Regions from separate parts of the Pan troglodytes genome. Here region 2 is linked to region 1. The links are chromatin contacts, called in public Hi-C maps. All regions are on one chromosome and are shown on one strand. The core of a region is the stretch at or near the end of the contact, and the rest is flanking DNA. Distances in the headings are between cores, read along the strand shown.

Region 1 (5,981 bases), core at 1,488-3,987:
AGGCGAGGTGCCTCAGGCCTGTAATCCTAGCACTTTGGGAGGCTGACGTGGGCGGATCACTTGAGGTTGGGAGTTTGGGACTAGCCTGGCCAACATAGTGAAACCCCGTCTCTACTAAAAATACAAAAACTAGCTGGGTGTGGTGGTGCATGTCTGTAGTCCCAGCTACTTGGGAGGCTGAGGCAGGAGAATCCTTGAACCCGGGAGGTAGAGGTTACAGTCAGCCAAGATAGCACCACTGCACTCCAGCTGGGGCGACAGAGCAAGACTCCATCTAAAATAAAATAAAATAAAATAAAATATCTCTTTGAGGGAGAATTTCATGTTAAATTATGAGTTAAGCCAACACATTGGCTTTACAACGAACTCCAAAAATTTTATTTTGACAAAATATTACTCCTTAATAGCTTCATTGTGAGAACAGAAATATTCAAATTAATTATAGTTTCATCATAGGCCAAATCCTGGTATTGCTTTTGAGTAAAAAATCTGAAGTTTTATATCCAAGTAATGTTATATAGAAGCTAGTGGTTGATCATGCATCAAAAATTTGACTCATTTCAGTTATTCATCTTCGTATCCCTAGTACTCAGTTCTGAGATGGCATAATACAGATGCTAAACAAATACTCAATGATTGAATGAAATTACACATTACATATTACAATAACTAGTTTGATAGAACTGTAAATTTAACTACTACCTATGGAAGAAAGACTTTCTTTTGAATTTTAGAATATCACTATTGAAACATCTTTGGTATCCAAAGGCATATATACAAAGATTCATATGGAGTAAGTTTAATATAAGTTATTGCAGTGTCTCTTCCTTTGAAAGCTGTTCAGAATCATGAATCATCCACCTTTGTCTTCTGTTAGTCACTTTTCCCTAGGCATGGACACTAGTTACCTAGTTATATATGTTTAAATATGGGTTTATGACAACATATTGATTTTTCTGTAAGAAATTAGAAAGAAGGTGTGCTAGTGACTTCACTTTTTTGATATTTGGAAGGTCCATAATTATCCAATTTGAAGTTTTAAGAAAAACTTTTTGAAGACTGAGTAATTTCCAACGAGTAAAGATCACAAGAATTCAAAATAGATAACTCATTGAAAAATCACAAGCAAACTCAACTAGTAAAAAGACTACATTGCATTGCATAGAAAGGAAGTTTCACATAGGCAGGGAAATACCACAAAGAGATGTGTAAAATGTGGTTAAAAAGCCATATTGTATTCACCTACTCTTTCTTTTGCTAAAATCATCAACTTGAATAGTTTTCCAGCTGGAATTTAGAAAACGGGGCTATCAACTGGATTTTTTTTTTTTTTGGATAGCTTTCAGGAAGCAGGAAGACTTTTCTCTTTTTAAATGATAGAACATAAATACTGAAACAATGACATTAGAACATCTATCCATTCTTGTTTCGGTGGAAATTCTATCTAATTCAGCTTCTGGACCGACTGTTCGTTTTTCCATGATCTCTTCCTGCAGGTTTGCTAGAAGTCCCTTTCCCCCCATAAACACCTTCCTTTGGGAGATTTGGGTGCCTTCCTTTTTTAAGGTTTTAAAAACTAAAATGATTTATAGACTATCCGTATCCTGTTAAGAGTTGGGCAAGTGAATGGATCATATTTGCGTGGGTCACTCTGATTATAGGACTTCACTGTTTCTTGAACTAAAAGTACAAGATTTATTATTCTATTAATGCTCATAAAGTCACTCTTTTGATGAGCCATAACTTCTCTTTATGAGGAGTGTGTATGCCAGTCACCTATGATAAGGGAGAAGAAAGTCCAGACTTCTAACATATTCACTCACATTCCCTGCAACATTAACAGTCTTGAAACCCTATATGACTCCAGGGGATAATGCCACAGGATAAAGTAACAAAAGGTAAATTTCAAGGAGTCAGGATGTCCCCGTGAGACTTCCCTCACAACGTTGGCTGTGTAGGAAACCAAATTTTTTGTATTTTAATTAACAAATTTAAACATTAACCCTCCTAATGGAGAAAATAACCCACCAACTAGCCTGGTATTATCTTTGTGACTATTCTTAGGGAACGAAATAGCAGGAGGTGTGAACTTTCTCCTGTTTATCTTAATGGTCTGCTAATGGCAAAGCATAATTAGTTACTTAAATGCCACGTTTACTAAGGTTTTTACGAAAATCTTCAGCCACGGCGCTTTCCTTGACTGACCCAGCTTCTATTTATACAGTTTTATCATTTGAAAAATTGTCCCAAATAAAAACAAGAAAAAAAAAAGCCCATTCCCCTTATGTTTAACCTCTTTCAATTATTTTCATTGGAGAGTTAAAGCGTTTGTGACTTCTAAAAAGTCGAAAAGATTACGTGTATGGCATCATTAATTGAATTTGTATCGTCCCCACATTCAAGAAGCAAGAGAGTTTTGCGATAGTTCGCTTCACAGCTTCAGGAAGTCAATTTGCTTCTAAACCAGAAGACCGAGTGTGTCTTCTCAAGACCATCGTGTGGTGCCGTATTTGGGATGGAAACTTAACCATTGTACCTTTCCCCCATGCACCCACACCAGAAGCCTGAAAGCCACCATCTCCCCGTCGGTCTCTGGATCTCCTCGCTGCCTTTGTCCCTTCTAGACGTGGAGGCTTGGAGAGGAGGTTTGGTTTCCAAGGATTGGAGCGCTGTGAAGGGCGGGGCTACTCCAAGTCCATCTCCCCTTTTTGTCCTCTTCTCCCGGGACGGGAGGGTGGAGCCAGGTCCCCCCGCGGCCGGTTCGGGAGCTTTCTCTATCTCGGTCGCTCGAGGTGAGTGTGAAAGGGCGGCAGCCCGTTTAATTGCAGCGCAGGTTAATTTCTTGAGTTCACCGCAGTCGGTCCGCCAGCCGCTTCCCCGGTCTTTGCCAAGTGGGTTTACGAGGTCTGAGGCGTGTTGCGGCGCGCTCACGTTCTCGCAAAAGGCTCCTCCCCAGGGCTCAATTCCCCGACTGCGGGAAGCCCTTTGGTGCCCCAGGAGCCTTGGAAACCCAAGGTTTCCTCTGACCTCGTCGCTCCTTTCTCCCTCCCCACCGCCTGGTTCCCTACGTCCCTGCCCCCAGGGAAGGACGGCCCCCATCTTAGGACTTACGACCCAAGCCAACCCAGAGGGTACCTTCACGTCGATGAAGATTTTATCGCAGCCTCCAAAACCCAGCAGTAATAGGAGCTTTCAACCTGAAATACGATTGTTATTTTCCCGGTGCAGAGCTTGACAGAAAAAGTCAGCTTTTTATTAAAGACAAAGAGGTAAATTATCAGCCGGGACAGTGGAGGGACGGCGGAGACCTGGCGCGCTTCCTCCGGTTGCCACGAGGAATTTATGGGGTGGCGGCGGCCAGCGCTCAGACACCCCCCGGGTCCCGGTGGGGAGGAGCTCGGGGCAGGAGGACTTCCCTAGGTCCCTCCGGGCACTCGGAAGGGGGAGTCCTCCCAAAGCCGCACAAAGCCGGGATCATTTCAATCCCGAACAGCCTCAGCGTCCTCCTCCTCTCTCCTTTCTTCTTTCTCTTCTCGGTGACTCCCGTTCCCCTTTCGCCTCTGTCCTTTCTGCGCCTTGTTCTCGTCTCCTTACTTCTCTTCCCTCTCCTCGCCTTTCCTCTCCCTCCCCCTCCTTTCTTCTCCACCGCACGCGTAGAGTGTCATTTATTTATTTATTTATCACCCCCGCCATCAACACCCTTTTAGGGATCCCGAGCTTTTCAATGTGAGTGGGAGGAGAAAAGGGCAGGAAGTGTTGACTGGAAGTGGGTGAAATCGTGCCTCGGGGTGAGAGATTCTGCTCAGGAATATAGGGTCGGGAAAATCTTGGAAAATGAGGATTTAGATCTGTTTATGAAGCCCCGCTATCGGATGGGAACCAACTCCGCGCGCGTCTCCTCCTCTTCCTTTATTGTATGGATTTATAGGTATATATCTTCTCGGACTGTTGCTTGGGGGGAGGGAGGAGAAAGGGCGAGTATTTAAAGAGGACAGACTTGCCCAGGATCCTTAACACCGCGCCTTCACCGGATGCGCGCTCCTCAATGCAAAGGAATCCAGCAACATCCCCAATTCAGACGCGGACAAAAGAAACTTTAATTAAGGTCTCTGCCCCGCGCGCTGCGCGTTTCTCCTGAGGCTGTTGATGTCCAACTCCAAGATCCGAGAAATAGAAATGGTACAATCAGCCCATGCCCTTGAACTTCAATTGCTCCTCACTTGCTGCATTGATTTTTTTGATACTGTAGAACCCCCACCCCCAACCCCCACCGCTCCCAGTCCAATTAAAACCGTAGGAGACTTTCGACCTGGTGGTGGAGGGGGGGAACCACTCCTTTGCAAAAGAGATAGTTCAGAATGATATGGGAGAGATTACACTAAATAAAAATTCAAGGTGTGAAAGCTTCATCTTGGCTCGCGTGTCTTCAACACCATGACACCTTATCATTAAGAGCGCTGATTGTTACTTTCCGAGCCTTTAGATGATCAGCCAGAAAGTGCAAACAACGCGGGGCTGGAGGGTGTAAAGTTATTTAAGCAGGCTTTCTTTTTTTCTTTTGGTGCGCAGTCAAAACATTTCACAAGTTAGGAAAAGAAAGTGGTGGTTCCGAAGCTCGGAATGATGGGCTCTTTTCCTCCTCCACCCCCCACCTTCCATATCAGGAAAGAAATAAAACGCACAATGAGCCTTTATTTCAGGAGAGAAGACTTCAAAATACGTGCCAGTAATGGACAATTTGAGCTTTTCACTGGAAATACTCACACCGCAAGCTGGAAAGGGATTAAAAAGCCCCACGTGGTTGATCTCGGTTTAGACTTGCAACCTCCAGTTCCCCACGTATGTTCTTTGCAAAGGTTGGCCTCTAGATGGATGCAAGTAAGGGACCCTCTGGGGCTCGGGCTCGGCGCCTCGGGCAGGGCTGACGGTGGGAGCGCTATGAGCTGCCGGGCAGGGTCCTCACCGGGGGCTTCCTCTGCGGGCCAGGGCTGCCGGGCGCCACCGGGACGCGAGCGCGCACGTCTCGGCCCGGCGGCCGCGCTCCTCGCACCGCCTTCTCCGCAGGTCTTTATTCATCTCATCTCCCTCTTCCCCTTCTCCTTCTCCTTTGCCTCCTTCTCCTCCTCTTCCTCCCCCTCCTCCACCACCACCTCCTCCTCCTCTGCCGCCGCCACCTCCTCCTCTTGCATCTCACTGGCCTGGCTCTGAGTGACAAAGACAATGTCCCAGCCTTAACTTTGCAACCACCTTGCCTCCTTCTGGGGTTCAGCAGGGGGGAGGGGGAACAGCAGCAGCAGCCTCAGCATCTCCTCCAGCTTCTCCTTCTGCTCTTCTCGAGCTCTTGGATAATTCTTCCTCTTTTTTCCCCTAGCCTTTTTCCTCATTTCTTTCTTTCTTTCTTTTTTTTCTTCCTCTCTGCTGCACGTTGTTGTTGTTATTAGAAAGGCTTCGCGCACCCCCTGGTGCTCCGGCGTTTTGTGTGGCAGGAGAAGATTGTCTTCCTTCTCTCTTTCTGTCTTGCTTTCTCTCTCCCCCTGGTTGCTCATTATTCAGAGAGAGACACAGAGGGAGGGAGAGAGAGAGAGCGCGCGAGGGAGAGGGAGGAGAGGAGAGAGAAGAGGAGAGAGAGGGGAGAGAGAGAGTGAGAGGGAGAGGGAGGGAGGGAGAGAGAGAGAGAGGGAGAGAGACGGATATCTCAGGTCATCTGCAGCTGCAGCGAGTCTGAGGAGCCGAGGAAGGCAGGGAAGATGGCGATCCTCCATTGCTGAGACCCGGCAGAAGCACATGAGACTCCCAAACAACTTCCACAACAATAACCCGAGCAGGAAGAGGAGAAAGAGAAAGAGGATAAGGAGGCGGTGGGGCTGGAGAACCCGAAGCACCTCCCGGCGCCGGGACGCTTCTTCTGTAAGTTACTGCAATTAACAACCACCTCGGGGTGGTCCGAGTGCTCCGGGGAAGAGAGCGCGGGGTGGTGGAGG
Region 2 (5,768 bases), core at 1,884-4,383, 570 kb before region 1:
CTAACATGAGGATGAGAGGATAAATTTTAGGATTGTCGCAGCTATGTGGAAAAGGAAGGCGATGCTGGTGCATGGTCAAAACCCATCAGGAGGGGGCTCTCTTGCTGATGGGAGGCCTATGCACAAAGAGTGCTGTAGCTGCCTCTGTCTCCTTCATTTTCCCTTCTCTTTCCTTCTGCCATGTAACATGTCAAAAGCAAATGAAAATTGAGAGGATTCGGCTGAAAATAGAATTGAATTCTATTAGTCAGCCTAATAATGAAGGTGCATTTGGAAATACAGTGCAGTATAGCTAATGTTTACCACTTGACTACTCGTGCCCCAGGCTCAAAATGCATAATGATGCAAATTAAAACCCAGCAAATGGAGAAGCTGGAATCTCAAAGATAACCATACCTAACGCAGGGTATGACGGAACATCTGCTCTTTAATTAATCTTACGTAAAGACTGAAGCACTGCATAAGATGCACAGTGTTTATGACAACTGTTTTTTTTTTTTTGTGGTTAACATGCTCCTGGACTCCCTCATGTAATTGTTGCAGCTTTGTAACTCACACAAAGCCCAGCTGAATAACCCCCATCAGCCAGAAAGGAAAATATGTGCAGGAAGGGTACTGAGATGAGAATATGAAGATTTCAGAATATAAATCAGGCCAGTCCCCAGTTGCAATGTTCATTCCTTACTTGTGGGGTTGGACTGGGTGGTGGAAACTTAATCTGAGTATTTTATGTTTTAATATGGGAAATTAACTGTGTGTGTGTTTGCATACACATGTATAAAATATATTTATATATTATATTTTATACTTTATAAAGAGCTCAAAGAGCTTGAACATATAGTACAGTGATTAAAATTATAGGCTTTGGGGCCAGCCTGGTCTGTTAGAATATTGGTTCTTCTGTTTCCTAAATCTGAAATATTGAGTAAGTCACTTAACCTCCCTTTGCCTCAGTTTCCTCATCTGTGTAAAAGGCCTAATAATAATTCCATTACCATGTGCTAGGCCTAAATGTATTACTTCATTTACATGAATTAGCTTATCTAATTTTCCCAATAACCCTATCTCATAGTGAATAAGCTAATATGTGTGAAACTGTCAAAACTATGAGTGATACATTTTTAAGTATGCAGTATTAGCTATAATAATTATCATGACTTTATAAGTCATCTAAAAATGTATATTATTATTAAACACTGACTACTACTCTGTAAGAATGGGTCTGTTAGTTTCCCCCAACTTTATAGCTGTCAACCGAAGCTCAGAAAGATTAATTCAGGTTCCCAAATCTACTCATTTGGAGAGTGACAAAACAAGGATTCTAGCCCCAGATCATCTGACTTTAAATTTTGTGCTTTAAGCTTTTCTTCTGAAATTGGAGTGATGGGTAATTGTAGAAATTGAGGGGGTAAAAAAGAGGAGAGCCATTTGAAATCCATTGTAATAATGTGTCTGTTCAAATCAGTCCTACCAAATCAAGCATGCTCAGCTCTAAAGAAAATGGAGGTGATCTCAGATGTCAAAACACTTCCCTGTGAATATTACTATTTTGGACACTGGCCATTTTAAAAATTTCAATATTCATTTTTTTTCTCAACTGCTATTTCGTATTCCTGTGGTATTTATTCACCAAACATGATGTTAAGATTATGAAAACGATGAGGCGTCAAGGTCTTAATTTTGCTCTGACATGGAATCTATTCCTATTTCATATACAGGTTGGCTGTTATCTTCTAGCAGATGCTTTCAGGTTGATGCATATAAAATTCACACACTGTGTAGAATTAAGTAGAGGGGGAAAGGGGAATAGGAAAAAAGGATGAAGGGAGAAGTGAGATGCTTATTTTTTTTTGACACCAAAATGGAATCTTTCAGTGTAAGGATTTCAAAGCACTGACAACCATTCTCCCATTTGCTGGGTGAGCTTCCTTTTGTGGTATTATTTCCCCATGGATATTGAGAGTCTTTCTGAGATGAGCACAAGAAGCTAATCACAAACAAACAAAGAGAAGATTGGTAATGCTGATTCCCAACCACCTTGTTCCTTCCACTGGAGGGGGCTCTCTCAACCCCTTCTCTGAGGATGTGAAAACAAACCAGATGGGTGTGCTATCTCCATCTTTTGGCCTTTAGCAGAGTCTCTGGAACAAAGCAGGGCAGCAGGGCTTCTTGAAGACTTGCTTGGAGAGAGAGAGAGAGGCTGGATGGAATCTTGAATAAAAATGATAGGTTATGCTTTAAGCTGAATAAAAATAAGCCATCTGAAGAATATATAGAAGTGGCATGCATGCTGCCTCTGGAAAGATTCATTTTTATTTGTCTATCTATGTATAAAGGAGGAAGATAGATAAATGGAAAGGGAAGTGCCGTTTCTGTAATGTTCACTCTGGTGAAGGGTTTGCAAACAGTATAAAAATAGTGGCTCTTCCAAAATGACGGCTTTACTTGAAGTTTATCCACCTCTCTCCCCCTTGCTCATACCCCTCACCAAAAAAAAAAAAAAAAAAAAAAAAAAAAAAAAAATTCAAAGCTAGCATAGTCACTGTGGGGAAAAGACAGCGATCTTTTGTATGTTGTTATAATTAACCAGGCCCATTTCATCATCAGATTATAGAATGGGATGCAGTGTTAAAAAAAGAACTAAAGGAAGAAACCAGGAGAAGTGGCCATTTTAATTGCATGTTTATTCTCTCTTCGCTTTCCCAAATTGGTTTCGTTTCCTCTGAGTGGGGTTAGTGCCAGGGTATTCACATGAGCAGGGGCCAGGGTGGATTCCAACATTTACCAGCATTTGAATTACCTCCGGACGGTTTGGCGGCCTCTAAATTTATACCCTTGAAGGCACAGCAACAAGCCTTCATCTCCTATGGAAGAGACTTGAAAGCATGCCAGAACAGGACCTTGCCTTCCCTTCTTAGAGTCCTGGCACGTAGAATCACACAAGAAAACAAAAGGCATTTGTGAGGAGCCGTCCAGGAAGAAAGATTAACAATATAAACCGAGGGGGGAAAGAGAAAGAAAAGAAAAAGCCCTTTAAAATGGTTTTGTGCTTATTTTAATAGAACTTGCACAGTCCCTGAATATCCTCTAATCAAAACCAAATGCTTGTTGCTGTACAGCACTCTTTCTTTGTTCACCGGCAATGCCCACTCTGCTTTGCTTGGGGGGTGGGGCCGGGGCTGGCTGGCTTATCTTTCCACCAGGAATAAACAATGTTGTCCTCAAGGTTAGGGCATGTGGCTGATTCAGAAACCCTAGGGAAAACACCCATTGGCAGCTGGACCTTGTTCTTCAGTCACCCCAAATGCCTGATGAAAAACTTGAAGATTTTTTATGCCTTTTGATCCTGAAATTTGTCGAGAAACAGGAATAGAAAAAGGAGCTACTTCTTCCCAGCACCCCCATCTCTGTCTCTCCTTCGCTCTGTCAGTCCATCTGTGCATCTCTATCTGGGTGCTTTCGTCTTTCTTTCTCCACTCCTTTCCCCTCGCATCCTTTCTCTGGCTACCTCTGTCTCCCTGTCGGTCTTTGGTTCACTACAAAAAATCGGTCAGCGTCCGACTTGATTGGTTAATGTTGTCTGACCTTGACTTTATGTGGGTTGGAAGGATTTCAGCTTTGGTTTTTATCAGGATTAGCTTTTTATCTGCACAGAAGTACCTAAGCAAGTAACTCATCTCCTCATCTTTCACCTTAGACTTGCTGCTTTCTCCTCCAATTTCTCAAACAACGTGCAGAAAATAAACGGAGTGATTGTGATGGTTACAGCAATAGGACTTTTACTACAGGGCAGAAGGGATGAAGCCACAATCTAGTCCCGGGCTCAGGAGCCATGTCTTTGGTTTATACCGGGTGATGTTATTAAGGGAGTTGGCAGCGTGTTTTGTTTTTAACGCCAGATAATTCTTTTCAAATGCTTACGGGGTGTCCAAGCATCCTGAAAGTGGGGAATGGGAAAGAAGAAACCCAAATACACAGGATCTGTACCTTTTCATGTCGCCCCAGCTCCTTGCAGCACAAATTGACTTTGTAAGATTGGCTCTGAAAATGAATACCCAGGACATCACTCTGTGTTACTTTCCTGTGAAATTACTTTTCTGAATGAAAATATTGAATTCCTTTGAAAGCAAGTAGTATAATATCTCTGGAAATGAAAATCCTGTGGAAATCACAAAGGAAAGAAGGCTGAAGGATATGAAAGCTTTATATCTCTAAATGTTAGTGAGGCCCTGGATTTTTTTTTTTTTTCCTTGACAGCAATCATAACTGCTCTTTCTGATGTTGATACACTGGGTGCTGGGATCTCCTAGATGCTTCTATTACAGATTTATGTTTTATCTACCATAAACAGCCAATGTCATTATCTTAATTTACTACAGCATTTGTATACAGTCAGTGCTTTTTGTAGTCTACTTGCTTAGCAAGTCTGACCTGCGGAATTTTCCTTGTCTCAAGGGGAACGTATTGACTTACCGCCAGGTGTCTAACCATCACAGACAGCGCCGCTGCTGAACTGACAGATGAACTGGGCAGACTCTTCTGAGGAGGCAGTGGCATGGAAGACAGTCTCCTCATACTGCGTCAGCTACCTGGTTGCTCACCATTGTCCCTCAGATCATCTTGAGAGGGACAACCTCCACCCTTCTTGTTACGTTGACAGGTTCACCAACTATAGAGGGAACTTCCTGCAAATAAAAGTACTCTCTATAAAAATATGTTTCCCTTTCTATCTTCTCACTCACATAAGTTCCTCTAGGCTCCATGAGTTGATGGGCCTTACATTACATTTGGTGCCATTTATTCTTCTCTTTGTTTGTTTTGAGACGTAGCCTCACTCCGTTGCCCAGGCTGGAGTAAAATGGCACGATCTTGGCTCACTGCAACCTCAGCCTCCTGGGTTCAAGTGATTCTCTTGCCTCAGCCTTTTGTTTGTTTTTTCTTAAAGAGCAAGGTGTCCATTGTCAACTGAATAAATTATAAAATGCCTCTTTCAACTTCTCCTCAGATCAGCAAAAAAACAGGCAAGAAAGAGAAGAACTAACATGAAGGGGAGGATATGGAAATCCAAGGCAACATGATTCCCAGGGAGTGTTACCTTTCTGTAAAGGAGATGGAGCCCTCTGTCCAGATGGAATGTCAGGACTGCTTGACAGCTGAGAGAGGCTGTGGATTAGATGGCTGTGGCACTGTCAGCCATGTTTGAGGAGTGTGGAGAGCCATGGCTGGCAGGTGGCCGAGCCAATAGCTTGACTTCCAAAAGCTTTACAACACTTGAAGAAGCTTTTGATTCTTACATAGGTCAATAAAAAAAGAAAATGTTTGAGCAATTAAAAAAGATATGGTGATCTTTGAGGGTTAGCTCACCATCCTTAACAAATTAAGACCTATCACCTTCATTTCATCTTGTGAATAGAATCTTTGCCATTTATGAAATCCTATAGTTACAAGAGTAGTATATGTGAGCTAGGTGAAATCTATTTCTTACCTAGTAGCATGTTTCAGCTTTGTAAAATCTCAAAGATGAAAATAGGGCTTGACAGTTTTCTATTTGGTGGATGTATAATGGTTAGTACCCAATGAGTGTTGCAATAGCTACTGGGGGGAGACTCCTGGGGACTCAGTAAACCTTAAGGGCCTTGGTCCTGCCCAGGCCAATAATTTTATCAGACTTAGGTAAATACTTTTTGTTAAGGATGCAGATAACATGAAACTGGAGGAAAGAATAAAGAATATGTTTTATGTCAAAATTAGGTATCGGCTTTTAGGGC

What was found. A called contact is a pair of places that touch in the nucleus more often than the background predicts.
Region 2: a contact with region 1 is called in a Hi-C map of stem cell-derived neural progenitor cells, with 7 times the contacts expected there. The contact joins the enhancer-like site here to the promoter of ZNF462 in region 1. A contact is called at or near these places in 1 of 7 Hi-C or Micro-C datasets (stem cell-derived neural progenitor cells) and 1 of 1 datasets of contacts at active chromatin or transcription factors (stem cell-derived excitatory neurons).

Annotation. Positions count from the first base shown.
Region 1 is chr11:31,589,408-31,595,388 of NHGRI_mPanTro3-v2.0_pri, reverse strand. ZNF462 (zinc finger protein 462) reads left to right here and starts at 2,737. Exons shown (of 13, transcript XM_016961387.4): 1 at 2,737-2,792. LOC104007972 reads right to left here and starts at 3,099. Exons shown (of 1, transcript XM_054658935.2): 1 at 1-3,099. The coding sequence starts at 3,099. The coding sequence ends at 2,524.
Region 2 is chr11:32,162,321-32,168,088 of NHGRI_mPanTro3-v2.0_pri, reverse strand. No RefSeq gene overlaps it. Among named protein-coding and RNA genes, the nearest start is that of ZNF462, 570 kb to the right of the region's middle. Within about 2 kb of position 3,133, at least 9 of the 24 cell types and tissues checked have an H3K27ac peak or open chromatin away from gene starts, as enhancers often do. A contact at or near this core is called in stem cell-derived neural progenitor cells, where this site is marked.